Regions from separate parts of the Mus musculus genome. Here region 1 is linked to region 2. Evidence: chromatin contacts called from public promoter capture Hi-C data. All regions are on one chromosome and are shown on one strand. Each heading gives the region's core, a stretch centred on a gene start, on an enhancer-like site or on the middle of the called end of the contact. The rest is flanking DNA. Distances are from core to core; before and after follow the strand shown.

What was found. Capture Hi-C pulls out chosen DNA fragments and counts their contacts.
Region 1: a contact with region 2 is called in a promoter capture Hi-C map of adipose tissue. The contact joins the promoter of Homez here to the promoter of Cdh24 in region 2. A contact is called at or near these places in 12 of 39 promoter capture datasets (the 3T3-L1 cell line, 3T3-L1-derived adipocytes, the C10 cell line and 8 more), 4 of 484 Hi-C or Micro-C datasets (embryonic stem cells and regulatory T cells), 3 of 115 datasets of contacts at active chromatin or transcription factors (the HPC-7 cell line, extraembryonic endoderm stem cells and pancreatic cancer cells) and 4 of 9 other capture datasets (adipose tissue, liver, macrophages and 1 more).

The regions. Positions count from the first base shown.
Region 1 is chr14:54,861,219-54,867,793 of GRCm38.p6, reverse strand. It overlaps Homez (homeodomain leucine zipper-encoding gene), which reads left to right and starts at 3,636. Exons shown (of 2, transcript NM_001177705.1): 1 at 3,636-3,853.
Region 2 is chr14:54,636,570-54,642,706 of GRCm38.p6, reverse strand. Cdh24 (cadherin-like 24) reads left to right here and starts at 1,343. Exons shown (of 12, transcript NM_199470.2): 1 at 1,343-1,486; 2 at 3,046-3,363; 3 at 3,542-3,836; 4 at 4,020-4,139; 5 at 4,213-4,380; 6 at 4,516-4,703; 7 at 5,133-5,386. The coding sequence starts at 3,163. It overlaps Acin1 (apoptotic chromatin condensation inducer 1), which reads left to right. Exons shown (of 19, transcript NM_023190.3): 19 at 1-546.

The DNA of each region.
Region 1 (6,575 bases), core at 2,387-4,886, 220 kb before region 2:
GTGTATGAATGGGCTCATGCAATGGACGGTGTGGAGGTCAGAGGACAGCTTTCTGGAGTCAATTCTCTCCATCATGTGGGACCCAGGAACCTAACTGCTGGCATTCAGCTCAAGCCGTCAGGCTTGGCAGCAGGCGCCTTTACTGCTGAGACATCTTGTAAGCCTGAGAAAAAAGTTTCACCAAAGATGGGACATTAACATCTCTTGAGGATGACATGAGCCCCTAGCCTTAAGTACAATTCCTGGAAGAGTTGAGAAGGTTGTTATCCTGCTAAAGACAGGTTGTTTATTATTATTATTATTATTATTATTATTATTATTATTATTATTATTATTATTATTATTGTTATGCTTCGATGACTGCTCAGTAATTTCCACACCCAAGTCCACACCAACTTCTAAATCTAGAAGTTAAAACTCAGAGTAAGCCTTCTAGCCTCCTTGCTCCAGAACCAGGCACAGGGCTTTCTTCTTTTTGTGGTTTCTTTGCTCCCATCAACCCCCTCTCTTGATTATTTTACTTTGAAATGTTTTGAGTATTTTGTGCCATATGTGTCTGTGTGCCACATGCATGCAGTGCCCACAGGGGCCAGAAGAGGGCGCTAGATCTCCTGGACCTGGAGTTTCAGATGGTTGTGTGCCATCCTGTGAGTGCTGGCAATCAAACCGTACTCCTCTGCAAGGTCAGCAAGTGTTCCTACCCACGATACCAGTGCTCCAAACCGCTAACTCTTGGGGGTGAAGGTTTGAAAAATGAAACGTGATTGAAAGCTGTCACCTTTTAAATTTCTATGTGGGTCATCCTTGTTGGATGTAATTGGCCAGCCTTTCCAGAGTCAGGTGTTTGGTTCCCACAGACAGCTCCTCCCTCAGTTTTCAGCCCTTCAAGCACAGACTCTTCCCAAGCAATAGAGAGCTATGAGAGATTGATCTCCCCCTGGTAATTAAGGGCTGCCTAACTGAAATGTTCTATTTTCCCCTTCTTCATGTTCACTACCGAACAACAGGCATTGTGTTGTCACTCAGAAGAATGTCATGTAAAGAGCAACAGCTCTGACTCAAAGCCTAGTGGATAAAAGGTGCCTTAGATTTTTACCAACAAAGACTCAGGAGCCAGATGCTGGGATGAAAGCCTGCTAGCTCAAGAGAGGCAGAGAAAGCACCCAGCTGACCTTCCTTTATAGCCATAGTCTCACCAGTGATGCCCCTCTCTCATGATGCTTTTAAAAATCTCCTCCAAACTGAATGTCCCTCCCGTCTACTTCCTCTGGGTCTCAATATCTGATCCCCCTGACTCCCTCATACGATGTTGTTGTTTTTTTTTTTTTCTTAATAACCCTATGTTCACTTCCTGTTAACTGTTGCCTGCTCTGCCTTTGGACCTAAGGTGGACTTTATTTAATTCTGTTTACAGTATTCAAGCAGAAAGCTCTTGGATTAAAAGTGTAGGCTAAGACTGAGCCACACCACAACTAAAAACCGGGTTTTCCAGTAAATGACACAATCTTGGGGTTCCCAGTGTGATCAAATAACCCTGCAACACCTGACAGCTCAAAGAGGTCTTTTAAAAGGACCCCATTTTTCCTTGTTTACCCCCAGTGTCTTGGTCAGGCACTTGACAACATAGATGGCTTTTAATGTTGAGACTGAGTTCGTGAAATGAGGAAAGGGATTGGAGGCAAATAATAGGCTAGCAACAGAAAATACAGCCCAGCGTCAAAGCAGAGATGTTTAAGATGTCTGTCAGCCTGCAAAGAGCTCTAGGTTTTGGAGTGGAACCCTTAAAAAATGAAACGAGATTTGTATCTGGTTTCTTAGAGAGGAAGTGTGAAACGGAATGCTGTCCTTAGTGAATGGAAAACTTGTCCATTCCTGAATTCGGACTGTGGGTGGTTACCTGGAAGGAAGGAGATCCACACAATTGGGTCCATTGCCACTGAATTCATGAGGCTCCACCCACAGTTTACAGAAATGCTCATGGAGGTTGTTGGGGGGGGGAGCTCACAAGGCTCCCTCCATTCCCTGAGGGTATATAAACAGTTAACAAGTGTTGGGATGAGGGAGACACTTACTTCATTAGTACAGACACTGATAAATTGCTCGTACTTCTGTGAATAACGTGATTAAAGTCTGATTCACCAGCTGGGTGGTAGTGGTATAAGTTTATAATCCCAGAACTCAGGAGGCAGAGGCAGACGGATCTCTAAATTTGAGGCCAGCCTGGTCCACAAATCAAGTTCCAGGACAGCCAAGGACCAAGGCTACAGAAAAGAACACTGTCTCAAACACACACACACACACACACCATTCACTAAGCTATACTTGGGTGGAGTCATCCTTTGGCCATCTTTGATAGCCATTTGAATTTTTTGTTAAGATTTATTTTTTAAACGTATGGGGGGGTGGGGGCAACAACATGGGACAGTGTCAGCGCACACGCTCACACAAGGTCTAGAAGAGGGCTTCAGACCGGATAGAGCTGGAGGTACAGCTGACTGTGATATAGGTGCTGGGAATCTATCTCAGGTCCTCTGTCAGAGTAGCATGTGCTCTTAACCCCTGAGCCATCTTTTCAGCCTCCATTTGAGTTCATGTGACAGTAGGTAAGGAAGAGTCGACGGTGAGGTCTGAGAATACAAGCAAAGACTGATACTGCCCTTTTCTTTCTTTTTTTTTTTTTAAAGATTTATTTATTTATTATATGTAAGTACACTGTAGCTGTCTTCAGACACACCAGAAGAGGGCATCAGATCTTGTTACAGATGGTTGTGAGCCACCATGTGGTTGCTGGGATTTGAACTCCGGACCTCTGGAAGAGCAGTCGGGTGCTCTTACCCACCAGCCCTCTTTTTTTTTTTTTGTTTTGAGACAGGGTTTCTCAGTAGACCAGGCTGGTCTCGAACTCAGAAATCCGCCTGCTTCTGCTTCTGAAGTGCTAGGATTAAAGGCATGTGCCACCACTGCTCGGCTGATATTGCCTTTCAGCCAGGGCTATACAGAGAAACCCTGTCTCGGGGGAAAAAAAAAAGTGACCCAAATAACCAAGATTGAGCTTCAAATGTCAACAACACAAGTCACTTCAGAAGTGCTGTTTCCAAGTACAATGGGAAATCCTAAATATTCTAAATTTGGTTGAGAACTTTGTACCCCCAAGTATGGAGAGTATGGTTTAGTGAACAGCACATCTTACTACACCCTAACAGCGAATCCCAGAGTATTTCGTCACTGAGAATACTTTCGCCACATTGACCTCAAAAGTGACCGAAGTCCTGGGTACTTAAGATGCTCGTCTTTCTGGGGGCTAAACATCTGATCCTTCTTGTGCGCATTCTCCGTGGTTTTAAGCGTTTCGTCACGGCTGCCGCTGCTGGTAGCGCTTGTGCTCCAGTTTGACTGGTGGTAGATGTTTTAAAAGGTCTTCCGAGGGCCTTCCTGCGGGACCGGGGGCCAGTTCAGTAAAGAACTTTGGAAGGACCACAGGATGCAGAGGTCCACTGCAGACGCCGAGTCCAGGAAGACATGTTCCCAGCCCCACGCGCCTACACTGACCGGTTCTCCGCAGCCAATCGCGGACCTCTGCTGGGACCCACGCAGCCAATGGCGGACCCAGTACGTTGTGCATCAGCCCGCCCACCAATCCGGACCTCGGCTCCGCCTCCGCCTCCGCGCCGCACTGGTAGGGGCGGAGCGCCTCGGTCCAGGGGTAGGGGGCAGCGGCGGTCCAGGGCTTTGCGTGGCGCCAGGAGCCGGGCGTGCCGCAGCCCCTCGCCCTCTTGGATCCTCTGTCCTCTTCCCCCTTCCCGCCCCGGCCCGCAGTGCGAGGCTGGGAGCCGCCGCCCGGGGCCGCGCCGTGGTGAGTGACCGACCCCCCCAGCCCCTGGGCCTGCCTCCCGGCCGGTGCGAAACCTCCGACCCTCAGAGCCCCATCCTCGTGGTGGGAGGAGAATCCTCCGTTGGAAGTCGTCGGGTTCTGTCCCTCTTTCCTCCCCTGGACTTTCGAATCTGTGTTGTTGTAACTGGGGGAGGCTAAGGAGTGTGTGTAGTGGGGGGATGGGAAAGGTTGGGTCGGGACGCCCTCTGTGAGGATGCAGGTTCACCTGCCTCCTGGAGCTGACCGCCCCATGTACTTGAAACTTTTTGTTCTCTGACCCAGTTCCGGGCCCTTCAGATGCCTCCCGGGCTTCCCCTGTCCCCATGACTACCTCCTGGCGACCTCAACAGGCATTTACAACTAGACCTCACTTATAGGGAGCAGTGCCATTTGGTAATGAAAGGTTAAAAGGAAAAAACCCACAACTGGCCCCCGACTCTTGTGCCCCACCAACCGGAAAACGAAAAGGCCTCACAGGTTCCTGGTGTTGCAACTCAGACTTGTCAGCTGGAAGAAAACTCAAGCTTGAGACTTGTCTGAAAATCAGTGTGGGCCAAGATCGATGCATATTATGAACTCTTAGTCATGTCTCAAATCCATTTATATTGTTAGGATAGGTAGACAGCAGTAGTTGCAAAAGCCAGAAATCAAAAAACTAAGATACATGAATTATCCTAAACCTTACAATTGAAAATAAATATTACCAGTCTTTAGTGTATTGTTTAACTCCTCTTTTTAGTATTAATTGCACACTGAGAACTTTTAAAACTATGAATGCCGGGGCCTAGCAAACACAGAAGTGGATGCTCACAGTCAGCTATTGGATGGGTCACAGGGTCCCCAATGGAGGAGCTAGAGAAAGTACCCAAGGAGCTAAAGGGATCTGCAACCCTATAGGTGGAACAACATCATGAACTAACCAGTATCCCGGAGCACTTGACTCTAGCTGCATATGTATCAAAAGATGGCCTAGTCTGCCATCACAGGAAAGAGAGGCCCATTGGACTTGCAAACTTTATATGCCCCAGTACAGGGGAATGCCAGGGCCAAAAAGTGGGGGTGGGTGGGTGGGAGAGTATGGGGGACTTTTGGGATAGCATTGGAAATGTAAATGAGGAAAATACCTAATTAAAAAAAAGAAAAAGAAATAATTAAAAAAACTATGAATGCCTATGTCCCAGTCCATTAATCAGAAGAGCATGGGACGGAGGTGGCCTTTTAAGTTTCTCAGGTAATTCTAGTATGCCACTCTAGGAGAGAGCTACTCACTTTGATTATGTTATTTCCAGTTAGGCTTTCTTTAAAGTGAAGTGAGATTGGACCTTTGGAAGCTATCTGAGTTGGAACATACGTCACTCTTCCACAGTCGCCTTGCCCTCTCCTAACTGGGCAGGGTTTTAATACATATTCTTGAATTAGTTCTCCAAAACATTTAATTTTTGTGTTTATACAGTTTTGCTCACGCTGGCCTCAAATTTGCGATCCTCCTGCCTCAGCATGCTGAGATGTCTTAGCTTCCACATTTTCATAGATTTGCATGATGTTTTAATTATGTTATTATAGATACCCAGATATGACCCAGAAATGGGCAACTGTGTGGGGGCATAAACAGTTGGAGAAGCACACTGTTTCAAGCAAGCCAGTGTGTTGTACTAGATACTAGCTAACCTTGAGTATCCAGGACACTGGATATTGATCATGTATGTAATCTAGTGGGTCACTTGAACCATTTAGCATCTTTCCCATCCCATCTGGTACCACAAATACCCTGTCCCTTCTAGGCAGCCGTTATTCTTGTCTCCCACTCTTTCCATTCATTTTCATTAAGTTGCTTGTTCACTTTTAAGTCAGCTATCGCACTGCCTTCATTAAGTCAGGAAGACTTATAAAACAGAGATCTGAAGGTGACCTCTTGGCATTGGTGTGTGCAAGTGTGACATTGGGCATACATTTTTAAGTTACACATTTTGGAAAGTCTGACTCATAAAAAAAAAAGATTGATTTGTGTGTGTCTGTGTTTGTGTTTACTACGTACAATAAAGCCCATGAAAACCAGAGGGCTTTGGATCCCCTGAAACTGGAGTTACAGGTGGCTATAAGTCACCTAATATGGGTGCTTGGAACTGAGCCCGTGCTGAGCCACCTCTCCAGCCCAAAGCTCTATGATTTTTATCTGATTCTCAAAGAAGTTGATGATGTAAAAAGTTTAGAAGCACCTAAGTTAAACATCACAAAAGTCCTTAAGGCCTTTAACACTCACTAGACTCGCCAGACAGACCTGAGGCAGTATTTCAGATCTTTGAATAAAGACTTAGGAATTGAGCAGGATCATATCCAGTTTTCTGCTTTATCTTCTGTTTTAGTACAAGCCTATGTTCAACTGAACGTTCCAAAGTCCTTTTTTTTCCTACCATAGAATGGACAACATCTAAATTTCAAGTCTAGGCTGCTTGGCCTTTCTGTCTGTCTGAGGATGTTAGAAATCAAAGGGAGAGAAAAGTGTCACAAGTGTATTTTTTTTTAAAGATTTATTTATTTATTATATGTAAGTACACTGTAGCTGTCTTCAGACACACCAGAAGAGGGAATCAGATCTTGTTACAGATGGTTGTGAGCCACCATGTGGTTGCTGGGATTTGAACTAAGGACCTTTGGAAGAGCAGTCGGGTGCTCTTACCCACTGAGCCATCTCACCAGCCCCCAC
Region 2 (6,137 bases), core at 94-2,593:
GCAGGTACCTGCCACTTGGTCCTGGGAGGTCAAAGGCCACAGAGGGATAGGTACAGTCACCACCACCCTGGAACCAAGGGTCTCACACCATTGCTCAGTGCTGAACTATAACTGCCACACGTCCCCTCATATCAAATGGAGCAGTGGCAATCTCCCTGTTCCCCAACCTAACTCTTGGAACTTGGCCCTCTCCTTTCTTCCTGTTAAGTCTGAGAGGGAAGAGCTAGGCTATGAAGGGAAGATGTGGCCGTACGTGGGAATAACCAGTGTCCCACGCTCATTTTCCCTCCATCCTGCGTTCCGCCTCCCTTGGTACTCAGCCTTTTGGGGACAGCTGGGGCCAGGACTGGGTCACCTATGAGCTGAATCAGCCTCTCCTGAGTCCCAGGCCCCTGCAGTCCCCTGTTCTCTGGCCTGCAGTCTCTTGCCCGCTGGTTCCACTTTATAGCCACCTTTTCCTTTTGTTCAATTTTTATTTTTATTTTTTTTATTATTAAATGATGTGGTCTATGGAAAAATAAAAATCTGACTTAGTTTTGACTAGCATTTGAGTGCCTTTCCTTGGGAAGAGTTTGGGTGAAAGGGGAAGGTGAATGGCTGTGACGGTGGGCATCTGCGTTCTTCTGGGGCAGCGGCCTTCCTCGGGAACCTTCATCCCCACTTTGTCTCTAATCAGTCCAAAGCTGTATGTCTTTTTACTCTGGGAAATAGGGTGGCCTGTTTCTTTTGCAGTACCCCAACAGCCGGCAGGGTCGGCCTCCCGGTCCCCCTGCACAATTAGGCATTTGGTCGCCCTTCAAGGTGCTTCCCACAACTGCCACCAGGGGGTGCACACACTCTTTAGATCTTGCAAAGAGCTTCCCCAAAAAAGGTTCTCACTGCCCACCGTTATCTTTCCCCTGTCCCTGGCGAGCTCCCTAGACTCCTGCTTCCCCTGCCATCCTGAAGTTCACCCTAGCTGACTGAACTCGCCGTCGTGACCCGCACAAGGTCCTGAGTCGGTAGCCTCGCAGCCGCACCCGAATCCAGAACGTGAAGCCGGGTCTCCCGCAGTGCTCTCCCAGCGCCCCGCCTCACGGTGTGCCTCCGCAGGTGCTGTGCTGGCCGATCGTGTTGAGTCTCCTCCGCCAGGCCCTGGGAATAATAGCCTAGCCGTGCTACCCCTGTACCTTGCCGTGCTGCGGGCTGGCCCGGGAGGGGCCCCGCATCTGTATGCGCCCAGCAGCCCGGGAGCCGCGGGGGCGGGGACTGGCTGGGGAGGGTCGGAGGCAGGGCTCTCCTCTCCCGCGCGAGCCGCCTCTCCTCGGCAGGCGGAGCCTCCTTCCCCCGCCCCCTCCGTCTCGCTCCCTTGTTCTCGCCGGGGCCGCTCAGACCTGCAGCGGAGCCGCGGCGCCGGCTTGGATCGGCTTGGGGCTGTGCCCCCGGGAGCCAGCGACGGAGGCGGGCGGGGCGCTGTTCGCGGTCCCGGGCCCCTCGGTAGTGCCAGGTAAGGGCGCCTGCCCGGGTCGGGAATCCTCGCGGGGGCAGCGGGGGGTCCGCAGCTTGCGGTGCGCTCTGGCTGAGAGCCGTGCCGGCTCGGTTCTCCCGCGCTCTGCTCTCTCCCATCTCACACACCTCTCTCCCTTTGCCTCCCGATTTTTCTTCACCCTTCCGCCTCTCTGCCCCTTCTCTCTCCCTCTTGCCCTGTCTCTTCCCACCTCTTCTGCCTTTTTCTTCCTTTACCTTTCTCCTCTTTTCCCGCTCTCCTTTCCTCTCTCTCATTACCTCCCTCTCCTTTCCTCTCCTCTCCTCGTTCCCTCCTGCTATCCTGTTTCCCCACTCCTCCGTTTCCTTCCTTCTCTCCTCTTCGTCCCGCCTACCTCTCTGGTCCCCTGCTGCCCTCTGGCTTCTTTTCTCTGGGGAGCAAACGGCCTGTCAGGTGTGTGTCTGCTCTGGGGAAGGAGGAGGGGCACAGCTACCTGACCATGGGCCCCTTCAGGAGGAGGGAGAGAAATGGGAAGGGTCCTCTCTCTCCACCTCCTTTCCCGCAGCCCCTCCCTACCTCTACTGCTCCTAGTAGCTTACTCTACCAGAATGAAGTTCCGAGGCCTGATCTCACACACACACACACATACACACACACACAGAGAGAGAGAGAGAGAGAGAGAGAGAGAGAGAGAGAGAGAGAGAGAGAGAGAGAGAGAGAGAGAGAGAGAGAGAGAGAGAGAGAGAGAGAAAGGTTCACCTGCCCCTACCAGTTCCCAAGCCTGGTACCCAGGACTCCTCTCTGCCTTTCAGACACTCAGGCTGCTTCCCTGATGTCTTTGCTTTTCTCTCTTGCTGCCCTTCTCTCTCCGTGGTCTGTCTGTTTCTCATCTGGTCTTCCCCATCTGCCAGACCCTCCCAGATTCTTGGCCCCAAGCCTTCAATCACGCTGTCTCTGGCCCCTGGGTCAGCCTCCACTTCACCTCTCTTGGTCCCCCTGCACTGCCTGCAGCCCTGTTCCCAATTCTTCCAGATGTAGCCCCACTCTGTTCCCTTAGACCAATTCCCCTTAAAGACCGAGACTGGCAGAATGGGCTGGAGACAGTCTGGAGACGTGGGGTTCCTCAGGGGCAGGGGAGGCTTTCCTGAGTCCAGCCCGACTCAAGCTGCACTCACTCCTTGTCTTTGAGCCTGACCCTCTGGATAAGGAAGGCTGTGTGTTGATGAATACCAACCTCTCAGTTTTAAGCCCTTTCTGTCGGTCCATCTACCTTTTCTAGTCCCCTAGCTGTGTGCCCAGGCTAGAAAAGGAACAAGATTTGAAATTCCAAGTCCCTTCAGCATTCTCCTCTCCTTTTCCCTGACAGCTTTCCAGAGTTGGCCGACCTGAGATTTATGGGCTTGGAGGGGCTGGAGGTGGATCCAGGCAGAGCCTGGGAGGAAGGCTCAGGCTGTCTGTCTTGGACTGGGTTCTGGGCAGTGGGGTGTCTGGTTTCTTAGAGAGCTGGGCTTCGGTATCTAATTCGGGAGAAGAGTACGATTCAGGCTTTCCTTGATCCTGAGCAGCTACCTGTCCTACAGGTGTGGATCCATGGGGTAGCCTCAACGCGTCTTCCCCAGCCAGCTCATGGGCCACCTGGCCCTGCCCAGCCTCGGCACCTGGGGCCAGTGAACAAGAGCCCTGGCTGGATTACAAACATGTGGGGCCTTGTGAGGCTCCTGCTGGCCTGGCTGGGTGGCTGGGGCTGCATGGGGCGCCTGGCAGCTCCAGTCCCAGCCTGGGCAGGGTCCAGGGGACACTCGGGTCCTACACTGCTGCGGACCCGAAGGAGCTGGGTCTGGAACCAGTTCTTTGTCATTGAGGAATATTCTGGTCCAGAGCCTGTCCTTATTGGCAAGGTAAGGATCAACCCTCTCCGTGACGAGTCTGTCAGACCCTTAGGCCCTGCCCCAGAAACTTCATCAGTCTGCAATGACCTTGGTCCCCTGGCATTCCTCACGTACCACCCAAACCTAGGCTCTAACCCCGTGTGCTCTGCACTTGGAGCTTTCTGCCGCTTTCTCTTGACTCTTGCAGCTGCACTCAGATGTTGACCGGGGTGAGGGCCGCACCAAGTACCTGCTGACCGGGGAGGGGGCAGGCACTGTGTTTGTGATTGATGAGGCCACAGGCAATATCCATGTGACCAAGAGCCTGGATCGGGAAGAGAAGGCACAATATGTGCTGCTGGCCCAAGCTGTGGACCGTGCCTCTAACCGGCCCCTGGAACCCCCATCGGAGTTCATCATCAAAGTGCAAGACATCAATGACAATCCGCCTGTGTTTCCCCTCGGGCCCTACCATGCCACCGTGCCTGAGATGTCCAATGTTGGTGAGCACCCCAGTTCTGGGTGCCCTAGCTTACCTGGGGTTCTTTTACTCCTCCATCTGCTTTGGTTGTCTACCCTGGAATTCATCTCCTTTAACTCAGCCTCCTTCACATGCGGGGTCCCTCAGTCTACTCTTCTTTTCCTGGCCTTGCTGCTGCTGAGTGGGTTATGGGGCTCTCCCGCAGGGACGTCTGTAATCCAAGTGACTGCTCACGATGCCGACGATCCCAGCTATGGAAACAGTGCCAAACTTGTGTACACGGTGCTGGATGGGCTGCCTTTCTTCTCTGTGGACCCCCAGACTGGTAAGAATGAACTTGAGAGTCTCACAGGGCAGCCATGAGAACAAGCACCCCTGACCCAGTGTCTCTCCCTTAGGAGTGGTTCGTACAGCCATCCCCAACATGGACCGGGAGACCCAAGAGGAGTTCTTGGTGGTGATTCAAGCCAAGGATATGGGTGGCCACATGGGGGGGCTGTCAGGCAGCACTACAGTGACAGTCACCCTCAGCGATGTCAACGACAACCCCCCCAAGTTCCCTCAGAGTAAGGGGGGCAGTTCTGTGCCCAAACAATCCTTTAATGTCCTACCTACAGACCCCGGGGAAAGGAAGTACTGGGGTAGGGAGGAGGACTGGAGACTTCTCTTAAGAACCCATCTTCCCTCCTCCTTCCCCTGAGGTCTATACCAGTTCTCAGTGGTGGAGACAGCTGGACCTGGAACCCTGGTGGGCCGGCTTAAGGCCCAGGACCCAGACCTAGGGGATAATGCTCTCGTGGCATACAGCATCCTGAATGGGGAAGGATCAGAGGTCTTCAGCATCAGCACAGACTCCCAGGGCCAGGACGGGCTCCTTACTGTCCGCAAGGTTAGCTTTCTGCCTGCTACCTGCAGATGCAGCTGTGGGTACGAAGCTCATTGGTAGGGAGCTTGCTTACTATGCACCAAGATTTCATTCCCAGCACCAGAAAAAAAAAAACAAAAACAGAGGACTCCCTCCCCCCTGCACTGCAGCTCGCTTAACCCCTGGCTCTGCCCCACCACTGCCAATGCTTTTAACTAATTTCCTACAACCACGCTTAGATCCCCTGTGTTGGAGCTGGGGGGAAATCATAACAATCTTACCTTTTAGAATTACCAGCTACGCCATGTGCCACTCACCATGACCACTGAGGCCATGCCTCTCCAGGGCCACCTCTCCTGAGCACGGGGTGCACATGCAAAGAGACTTTACTCCTGTGAGCTGGGCCCACCCCGGTTTCCCAGTACCTCAATTCTCTGTCTCCCCTCCTCACAGCCCCTGGACTTCGAGACTCGTCGCTCTTACACCTTCCGTGTAGAAGCCACCAACACACTCATCGACCCAGCCTATCTGCGGCGAGGTCCCTTCAAGGATGTGGCCTCGGTACGAGTGACTGTGCAGGATGCTCCAGAGCCGCCTGCCTTCACCCAGGCCACCTACCACCTGGCAGTACCTGAAAACAAGGCCCCTGGAACCCTGGTGGGCCAGATCTCAGCCAGTGACCTGGACTCCCCCGCCAGCCCCATCAGGTTAGCTGGGCTGTGAGCTGGGACAAGGCTTCCTTGTATACACGGTGTGCTGTCTACATGACAAGCCATATCACTTAGCAAAGTTCTCTCTTCTTATGCCAGCTTGCTGGTTGGCAGGCCTAAGTGCCGGAGGAACTCTGGAGGCCTAACTACAGTCCCTCTCTCCACCTATTTCTTTGGCTAGACGGGAGTGGCGCCTCCTAGTGGCAGGCCAAGCAAATGCATTCTCATCTGATAAATGGATCTCTATTGATCATGCCCTAAGTGCTTCACATTTTACCCACTCGATAACATTTAATTGTCATAATGTCCCTATGAAGTAGGTATCATCATTGCCAGTTGTTCTGCGTGCCAACCGTGAATGGCTAAGTTGTTTGCCCACTGTGGGGCAACAGAGCTGATGTTCAGATTTGGCGTGGTCCACCCTGTTAATCTCCACTCTTCCAACTTCCTGGCCAGCATCCCTGACACAGCTCTGTGAGGGGGTGCTGGTGTCCCTCCCATTTTGCAGTTGATTAAACAAGGTCAAAAGAGTTCTCCCAAGGTCACACAGGTAGTCTGAGGCAGAGCAGGGATGAAACAGGGTCCTTAGGTTCCCAGAACAGAGCCTGCGAGTCTGAAACACAGGGCGTGTCTCTTCCACTCCTGTGGAATCCGGTCCCCCTATGTCAACAGGGCTTCTCAGGGAGTCCAGCCTGACTGCAGGGACAGCTCTGAGTGGCTGGTAAGGCTCTCCTCAAAACATTTGGAC